Regions from separate parts of the Ovis aries genome. Here region 2 is linked to region 1. Evidence: chromatin contacts called from public Hi-C data. All regions are on one chromosome and are shown on one strand. Each heading gives the region's core, a stretch centred on a gene start, on an enhancer-like site or on the middle of the called end of the contact. The rest is flanking DNA. Distances are from core to core; before and after follow the strand shown. Region 1 holds the start of LOC101118606 (cytochrome c oxidase assembly factor 1 homolog). Region 2 holds the start of MRPL32 (mitochondrial ribosomal protein L32).

Region 1 (5,143 bases), core at 2,565-5,064:
AGGCTGAGTGCCGAAGAATTGATGCTTTTGAATTGTGATGTTGGAGAAGACTCTTGAGAGTCCCTTGGACTGCAAGGAGATCCAACCAGTCCATTCTGAAGGAGATCAACCCTGGGATTTCTTTGGAAGGAATGATGCTAAAGCTGAAACTCCAGTACTTTGGCCACCTCATGTGACGAGCTGACTCATTGGAAAAGACTCTGATGCTGGGAGGGATATGGCTGGATGGCATCACCGACTCGATGGATGTGAGTCTGAGTGAACTCCGGGAGATGGTGATGGACAGGGAGGCCTGGCGTGCTGCAATTCATGGGGTCACAAAGAGTCGGACACGACTGATCGACTGAACTGAACTGAACTGAACTGAACTCCTTGGAAGAAAAGTTATGACCAACTTTTTTATAAAAGTTATAAGCAGAGACATTATTTTGCCAACAAAGGCCCATCTAGTCAAGGCTATGGTTTTTTCAGTGGTCATGTATGGGTGTGAGTTGGACTGTGAAGAAAGCTGAGTGCTGAAGAATTGATGCTTTTGAACTGTGGTGTTGGAGAAGACTCTGGAGAGTCCCTTGGACTGCAAGGAGATCCAACCAGTCCATTCTAAAGGAGATCAGTCCTGGGTGTTCTTTGGAAGGAATGATGCTAAAGCTGAAACTCCAGTACTTTGGCCACCTCATGCGAAGAGTTGAGTCATTGGAAAAGACTCTGATTATGGAAGGGATTGGGGGTCAGGAGGAAAAGGGGAGGACAGAGGATGAGATGGCAGGATGGCATCACCGACTCGATGGACGTGAGTCTGAGTGAACTCCGGGAGATGGTGATGGACAGGGAGGCCTGGCGTGCTGCGATTCATGGGGTCGCAGAGTCGGACACGACCGAGCGACTGAACTGAACTGAGCCGAACTCTTGCGTCCCAGTAGGTGGCGCCATAGCACACGCTTTCGGTTTCTCTTACTTACGCTGCATTATTTGACAATCAGCACTTTTTCCTCCTTTACCCCATCTGTCCCGCTTCCCAGGTGGTTCAGTGGTAAAGAATCCATCTGCCTATGCGGGAGACATGAGTTTGATCCCTGACTTGGGAAATCTCTGGAGAAGAAAGAGGCAACCCACTCCAGAATTCTTGCCTTTTTGTTTCCCCGGTTCCACTTCTTCCATGTGTTCCATCTACCCACCTTTAAGGGTACCAGTGTGTGGCATTCTCTGGCAAGCCTGATGTGTTGGGCAGACACCTCTTTTGAGTTATGGATGTTTTCTGGTTGTAAATCAAAGGAGAGGCATCTCATAATGCCGTGATGCTGATCACGTTTTCTAGCTTCTTAAGGTGGAAACTCAGATTTTCACATTTCTTCTCTTTGAAAACAAGTATTTAAAGTTCTAAATTGTCCCATAAATATCCCCAACTATTTAGGGATTTTTCAAATATTTTCCTGTTACTTATTTCTAACTTAATTTCATTATTATTAGAAAGTATAAAGCCTGATTTCAGTCTTTTAAAATTTATTGAGATTTGTTTCATAGACTAGCATATGTTTTATCTTGGTGAAAAAAGCATAGACATTTAAAAAAATATGTATTCTATAATTATTGAGTGCAGTGTTCTAGGAGATTTTAGGTCAAGGTGGTTGATAAATAGGTCAAGTGTTCTATAAATTGGGTAAGTTGGTTGATAATCTTTTTCTAGTCTTCTATATACTTTTTAAAATGGGAAATTGCATGGATCTATTATCGAGGTTTTTATCTAATTGTGATTAGAGATGAATGTTATAATCACTCACTGTAGTTGTTGTTTTTTCTAATTCTCCTTGGAGTTTTTATTTCACATATATCAAACCTCTGATATATGTTGTATACATGTTTCAGTTCAGTTCAGTCACTCAGTCATGTCTGACTCTTTGTGACCCCATGGACTGCAGCACCTCAGGCCTCCCTGTCCATCACCAACTCCCGGAGCCTACTCAAACTCATGTCCATTGAGTTGGTGATGCCATCCTGCCATCTCATCCTCTGTCGTCCCCTTCTCCTCCTGCCTTCAATCTTTCCCAGCACTAGGGTCTTTTCCAATGGGTCAGTTTTTCTCATCAGGTGGCCAAAGTATTGGAGTTTCAGCTTCAACATCAGTCCTTCCAATGAATATTCAGGACTGATTTCCTTCAGGATGGACTGGTTGGATCTCCTTACAGTCCAAGGGACTCTCAAGAGTCTTCTCCAACACCACAGTTCAAAAGCATACAAGTTTAGAATTGTTAAATTTTCTTGATGATCTAACCTCGTTATCATTATAAAATGTCCCCATTTTCAACAACCAACATATTTGAGCAGGTACAATTTTTTATAACAGATACAAGTTTTATATATAAAACTATAGTAGATCCATGCAATTTCCCATTAAAAAAACATATAGAGGAAGCATAGACTTTGGATTAAAGATGATATTTTGGTAAAGATTACAAAGGAATTTTCCAGGTTTAAAACTGAAAGTTTTACTGTAAAATTTCTTGTAAACAAACTAGTCAGGACTCAATTTCATGATGACAGTATGTAAGATAAGTAAGAAAAGACATTCATTCTAACTTGCTGCTGCTAAGTCACTTCAGTCATGTGCAACTCTGTGCGACCCCATAGACGGTAGCCCACCAGGCTCCCCCGTCCCTGGGATTCTCCAGGCATGAACACTGGAGTGGGTTGCAATTTCCTTCTCCAGTGCATGAAAGTGAAAGGTGAAAGTGAAATCGCTCAGTGGTGTCCGACTCTTAGCGACCCCATCGACTGCAGCCTTCCAGGCTCCTCCGTCCATAGGATTTTCCAGGCAAGAGTACTGGAGTGGGGTGCCATTGCCTTCTCCTCATTCCAACCTACCTAATGCTAATTTTATTAATCTTTGAGGTAAATATTGTCTAGTTTACACTTAACTTTTATGATACGATGTAATGGCCTGCTCAATTGTTTTCTCAAAGTAGCTGTGTCAAAATGTCCCCATTTTCTTTTTTTCTTCTCTCTTTTTAATATTAATTTTCTCTTCTATTTGTATCATTTCTAGGTTTCTGTCTTCGAGCTTACTAATTCTCTTTTCCGTATGGTTTGCTCTGTTTCTCTCTGGCCTCTATCAGTTTCTTTTGATTAAAGAATCCAAGGGCCTGGGTGGTAGGTAACACTTGAACTTCAAGCTTGTCATTAAAGTAAAGGGTGACGTTAATAGTAGCGATGATGACAGTGGAATAATCAAGATGAAAATAATAATAACTAGCATTTATTGAACACTTACATACTGCCAGACGAGTCTGATCGCTTTATTAAGTAATTACTAGTACTAATGCATTACATTTTTTCTTAACAATCCATTCCCTGGAGCACAGTAAGAATTTAATAAATATTTAATGAATAAAAGAAATTAGCGTTAAGTTCCTCAGTCGAATCGGCAAGATGGACTTCAATGCCAGAGCGATGCTCAGATGGCTCGTGGTTTCGCATCCTTGGAGGTGAATCGAAGCGCCAGATCCCTGCGAGGAGCAATAGGAACCAGTGGTTTTAAATTTTCTAGGCAACCGCTGATGGACTGACAGTATGTTGGGGGCTAATGGCGTGCACAAAACAGAAAGCTGAGCTTTGAGAACACAAATGCCCTACTCGCGCTCGACAAGCTTCTGAGAAGCCGGGGAGCGGAACCAATTTCAGCCTGAGATGCCGTCGCTTTGGCGCCCTGATATGAAATCATTCATTCAAACCTGACTGCTCTAGCCCCTAGAGGAGATGACGTCGGAAGTCTCGACTGCTCCCCGCGGGGCGTGTCCACCCGCCGGCGTTTGCCCCACCCACTCCCACACGCTCCACTTCCGGAAGGGGCCGTCATGCTCTCTGCGGCTAGGTGTTTCTACGCCTAACAGGTTAGCGTCCACGCGGGAAAAAAGAGTCGGGTCAGTCCTACTCCAGAAGCATTTGTTCCCGTCGTTCTGGAGACCGCTTTTGCGCGAGGGGCGGACTGTTGCTAGGGCAGCACGTCAGGGGCCACCTCCTTGCTGGGTCGCCACCTCCTGGAGCTGCCTGATTGGGTGACCCCTGGTGGGCTAATCGTGACCTTGCCCCGTGGTCCTTGGTGAGCATTTCCAGGAGCACATTTGTGAAGAGGTGGAACTGCACTTTGTCGGTGGTCCCAGGTTACAACAGTTTGAGAGAGACCCTGCCTAGATGATTGTATAAAAGATTACTGTGGCTCGGTGGTCCTGATCATTCGTTTCTATCACAGCTGAGCTCCATAAGGGGGCTGACCATAGAAGTGATTTTCAGCGTTTAAGTGATTTTCGGGTGTTCGTATAAGCGTGCGTATGCATGTTTGTCAGTCTGTGCGTGTGTGGAAAGGGCTGTAATTCAAAAAACGCACAAGTATTATATTTTGCTGCTTTTCCTGGCCTCTTCCCCTTATTCCTCTTTATTCTTACCTGAGGGGCATTGCTCACCTTCACCTTTGGATATAAGCAACTCTCTACTTGAACTTACACATTTAAAACACAGATCTGACTGTTAATCCTCTACTTAAAACCTTACTGGCCTTCCCATTTGATTCAGGATAGTACAAATTCCTTTGGCTGGATTGAAGACACTTCAAAGTCTTGTTTCTGCTGAATTTTTCAGTCTCATCTCCTGTTCATGGGAAACACACCTACACATACATGCTCTATGCCCCTGTCATGCCATCCTGCAGTAATTTCATCTCTTTGGCTAATTATAATGGTTTACCCACGTTTGCAAATTTACTTTTCCATTCAGTCAGAATTTAGTGAATTCGTGGTTATTGCCAGACACTGTTTTAGGAACTGAGGGGAAAATGGAGTTAAAATTGGGGAGAAAAAGCCCAACCTGCAGTCCTTTTGAAAAATAACAGCTTGATTGAGATATAGTTCACACACCATGGAATTTTAAAACACACATTGCTTTTTAGTGCGTTCACAAAGTTGTACATCCGACAACCACAGTTTTAAACCATTTTTAAAGACACCTTGTACCCATTAGCAGTCTCCCTTGAGTTCCTCCTTACCCCACTTTTAGCTCTAAGGAAGTACTAATCTGCTGAATATATAAATATATTTGTCAATTCTGGACAATTCTAGAATAGGCTGATAAAATTATAAACCATGTGGTCTTCTTT
Region 2 (4,915 bases), core at 771-3,270, 770 kb after region 1:
CATGGAGATACAGAATGGTTTCTAGCTCTGAAATGACCGTTTCCAAGTATCACTCTCTTTAACAATCAAAAGTAATATATCAGCAGGCCTATGTAACTTAAAACATTACATTCAATAGACATTTAATAGGAAACCTTAGTAGCTATTAAAATATACTTAAAGTTCATACCTGAAATAACTTTAGAACAGAATATTTAGTGGCACTTGCTTAAATGAATCAGTGAAATTCTACCAAAAGTTTCTCATCTTAAAATACAGAACTGAGAGGTTTAGTAAACATGAATAAAAGTGTGAGAGGCACCAAATTTAAACAAACCAAGGCAAAAAAAAAAAAAATAATAATTCACTCAATTGTCCACATTCTGCTTGATAGGCAGTACCTAGTTACAAGTAAATCTTAAGCTTGAGGCTTTCAAAATCCACTTCCTACTAGCACAGATATAAATGCTGATTGTCTTTTTTTTAAATTATATTCAAATTGAGTTAGCTCCTCAGTCATATAACCTGATAGGCCCTTTAAGACACTTAGTTCTCATAATATTTAGTCTTGTTCCCTAAGGAAAGTACTCTAAGGAAAAAACTAACTCATCACTCTTTCTAGGATACTAATTTACTCCTGTGACCACCAACCCATTTCACTTTTGTTTTTCTAAACTGTTTATAAAAATTAGTGCGAGGTGGGAGGGACGTTCAAGAGTGAGGGGACATATGTATACCTATGGCTGATTCATGATGCATGGCAGAAACCAACACAGTATTGTATAGTAATTATCCTTCAATTAAAAATAAAAACTTTAAAAAAAGATTTATTTACCCTCTCCTTGCTATATTCCTCAGGCCTGTAATATTTCTTTTGATTTTAGGAACTCTTAAAAATATACAACGCTGTTTAACACTTAACAACCGATACTCCTTTTCAATATACCTGAAAGTATTGCTAAGCACAGACCAGTGGTTAATAGCACAGGCTCTGGAAGGTCTGTGTGACCTTGGGGCCTTTCTGAGTCTAGTTCTTCAGTTCAAAAGTGGAGACACCTAATGGGATCCTAGTGGAGATTATATGAAATATACGACGAGATTAAACGAAAGTGGAAATTATACGTAGTGGAGATTATACGAAATATATGTTGACTTTGATATTCAGCGGGACATTCCTAGTGGCTGAGACGGTAAAAGCGGCTGCCTACAATGCGGGAGAGCTGGGTTTGATCCTTGAGTCGGGAAGATCCCCTGGAGAAGGAAATGGCAACCCGCTCCAGTATTCTTGCCTGGAAAATACCATGGACACAGAAGCCTGGCGTGCTACAGTCCATGGGGTCGCAAAGAGTCGGACACGACTGAGCGACTTCACTTCACTTCACTTGACATTTAGTGGGCTCTCCCGAGTATTATCATTATTATGTTCGGGATAACTTCGAAATCGAGTAGGATGTAAATATCAAAGCAACAACAATTTTAACACCCAAGATATTTCCATTTAAAATTAGTTTTCAGGGGAAATAGAGGATCAAGAGTCAATTGACACAGCTCAAATGGTACAGAAGGCAAACTGCTTTAGGTGGTGGACTGGACTGGAAAGAAAAGAAGATCTAGAGAGCGGTGTCCCTTGATGCTAAGTTAATGCACTTCGGTTACATTCTCTGTAGGAATGGGACAGTCAGAGGACGTTTCTTTTCCTTTTTGCAGGGGACTGGGGAGCAAAAACTGCTGTCTTTGTTCCTAAGCAAGTGAATGTCCGGGACAACGATCCCTACACACAGCCAAAGATCAGAACACCGGAGCAGGCTAAATACGAGCAGACTTCACCACGCTGCCTGGAGTCCCCAGTCCAAACCCCTCTCCACGGAGGCCTCTTTACGTACCCCATGGAGGACTGGGAAAACCTGGTCGGCTCTGCAGAAGTTTTCGCTGCAGCTGCTTCCAACAGTTCCAGAGAAGTCCTCGGGCTACGGGCAACGGCGGAACCAGCAGCACCAGCATGGTGGGCGCCATGTTGCTCGGCCGAAAGCCACCCCCACCAGGCCTCTGAGTCCCGCCCCTACCTTGAGCATGCGCATAGACACAGAGTCGGGCAAACGCGCACCTGGAACTATAACTCCCAGCATTCTTCTGGAGCGGCTCTGCCTTTTCTCCAATCAGAAATCTAGAAAGGAACGCGCGGGGCGGGGAAAAAGAAACGAAACTGGCTTCAGCGCGCATGTGCGCGGATGTGCGTTGGTTCTTCGGGTAAAGATGGCGGAGCGTGGTTACAGCTTTTCGCTGACTACATTCAGGTATGGAAGGGACTCCCGAGGTCCTCCACGTAACCGAGGTTGCAGGAGCTCTGCCGACCAGGTTTTTACCTTCCTGGTCTCTGACTTGGCGCTTCCTGAGGGCCTCGTAGGAAATGGGGGTGGAAATGCGAGTTTGCCAAGTCATTTGCGGGGCCTTCCCGCGGCCTGGGGAGCATTGGTGCCTGGGGACCGTGGGAACGCGAGTCAGGGTATCCTGGGAGATCTAGGCGCTGTGGGAAGTTGAGGCCCTCACCCAGGGATTTTCTTTCGCTTTGGAACTAGAGAAAAAGGCAATTTTGAATGAGCTGCTTTCAGGTTTCCTGTTCAGAACTCTTTCTTCCTGACTCAAGTAGGCCTGATTCAGGAGCTTCTGGAGGTCGGAATCTTGGTCAGCCCTGTGGGGTTCCTTTTTCTTGGAAAGACCCAACTTTACAGTTCAGTTCTAGTCTTAGCTTCCATTTGGCGCTAATGTCTTTGGAAACCTTTTCCCGCTTTCGATTTCTTCGGTGCCCCTACTGGAAGCTTAAGAACTGAAAGTGAAAGTGGTAGTGTTTCTAGCCCCTTGTCTTTGTGGGCTCCAAAATAGGCTGTATTTGCTTTGGGGCTGTTATTTTTGAAGGGGGATATGTTTATTTAAAGAAAGATGGTAGGCTTTTGAACTTTAGAATATTTATGTAAGCATGTTTTTCAAAATAAATCAGAGATGCACTATCATCGTTCCCGGTGTAAGAAAACCGTCACCAAAGGCTGTACTGACGGGAGAAGGATTCAATTTGGCCATTTTCCTACAGATCAGTAATGGCCTGTTTAATTAAAAATATTATCTGACAGCTAAAGACGGGCGGCATCCAACTTGTTGAGTACTTTCTGTGTGGGTGGAGCTTACTCCCATCTCTTTAGGCTACTCTGTGTGATACATGTTTTCTAAACATTTTACAGATGAGCTGACCACAACTCAAATTCAATAACTCCTCCCTGGTCATAGGTTAATATTTAAACTGGGTTCTTTCTGACGACAAAATTAATACACTTTGCATTACTGTGTAATGTCTTCTGAAAATACTAGAATATTTATCTTTTTTAAAAAAGATCTCTTCATATACAATGATATGAAACAAAGTTTGACAGGTCGCTACTGTTCGTATTCAGAGACAAAATCTGGACCTTTATCTTTAAGAAAGTGTTATCCTAATCCCAGCTGAAACATGAAACAACCATATGTTATCAGGGACTGAATCTTTCCATAATAAATTTCCTTGTTTAAACACACTCTTGTTTTTTTTTTTTAATATGATGGTGCAATTCTGTTTTGGATTTTAAAAATTGTTTCTGTCCTGTTGTAATCAGAATTATTAATGGTAGATGTGATAAGAGACTATACTATAGGATGAAAAGGTGTTCTTGAGGATAACATTTAGTTGGGGATATTGACAACCAGTGGGCTTCCCTCTTAGCTCAGCTGGTAAAGAATCCTCCTGTAATGCAGGAGACCCCTGTTCAATTCCTGGGTCAGGAGGATCTGCTGGAGAAGGGGTAGGTTACCCACTCCAGTATTCTTGGGTTTCCCTTGTGGTTCAGCTGGTAAAGAATCTGCCTGCAATGCAGGAGACCTGGTTGGGTTGGGAAGATCTCCTGGAGAAGGGAAAGGCTACTTACTCCAGTATTCTGGCCTGGAGAATTCCATGGAATGTATAGTCTATGGGGTTGCAGAGTCAGACAGGACTGAGCGACTTTCACTTCATTGACAATCAGTGGGTAAACAAATGGGTGCCTACTCATACACTCTGAAGAATGTTTTTCCCTTCCTCAGGAATTTTTATTGAGAGGGCGAAAGAAGGAATGTAACTTTAGATTGGGTGGTCAGGAAAGACCAATGCTTGGGGGCTGTTTGAGGGGACTGGAAGATGAAAGGGAGCCAACTATTTGAAGATATAGGGGTAGGGAGAGTTGCAGACAGGGAAAAGCATGTTTGAAAATGCTGAAGTTTAAGACTGAATTGATAGGCCAGTGTGTTAGAGTATAGTGAGCAGGGAGTTATCCTGGGTTTGGACCAGTCTTGCAGGGCCCTGTAGGCCAGAGTAAGGAGCTTTGATTGTGAATGGATTAAAGGATTTAAGTGGAAGATGTTAAGATATAAAAGTAACTCTGGATCAGGGAATGGAAGTAAGAGTGGAAAATAAGAAAACTTGCTGGAGGGCTAATTTTTTCAGTTATCCCTGATAGAGATCCTGGTGCTTTGGAACTGCACTGCCCAAATCAGCTAATTTTGTCATTTAACAGTCTTTAGACTGCTACCCCTAGGTTTATTCCTTAAATAGGTGTGGATGTATGTCTGTCAGTCAGATGAACCTGGTCATCAGTTATGTGTTGGTGTATTGATTGAACAGAGCTTATACTTTGTGAATATTACAAAATAATTCAAATGTGTTGACTCTGGGCCAAGGAGGAAGCATGGGACACTTAGGTATGAGTGTGTGGGATTCAGTCTGGGTGGTCAGGGCAGCTTTTCTTGAGAAAATGACACTTCTGTTAAGGTGTGGAGAATGACTTGGAAGGAGTTCACCAGACTGGTGAAGTGCATTGCAAACAGGAATTGTCTTGTCAGAGGGGTTTTTTGAATTCTAAGGGTAGTTGTGTCTCTG

Evidence for each region. Hi-C and Micro-C count contacts between places; a contact is called where the count stands out from the background.
Region 2: a Hi-C map of skin fibroblasts shows a contact between it and region 1, with 5 times the contacts expected there. The contact joins the promoter of MRPL32 here to the promoter of LOC101118606 in region 1. A contact is called at or near these places in 10 of 16 Hi-C or Micro-C datasets (blood, liver, mixed tissues and 4 more).

The regions. Positions count from the first base shown.
Region 1 is chr4:79,019,966-79,025,108 of ARS-UI_Ramb_v3.0, forward strand. It overlaps LOC101118606 (cytochrome c oxidase assembly factor 1 homolog), which reads left to right and starts at 3,815. Exons shown (of 6, transcript XM_060414798.1): 1 at 3,815-3,914.
Region 2 is chr4:79,790,539-79,795,453 of ARS-UI_Ramb_v3.0, forward strand. MRPL32 (mitochondrial ribosomal protein L32) reads right to left here and starts at 2,021. Exons shown (of 3, transcript XM_004007996.6): 1 at 1,863-2,021. The coding sequence starts at 1,992. PSMA2 (proteasome 20S subunit alpha 2) reads left to right here and starts at 2,214. Exons shown (of 8, transcript XM_004007997.6): 1 at 2,214-2,273. The coding sequence starts at 2,233.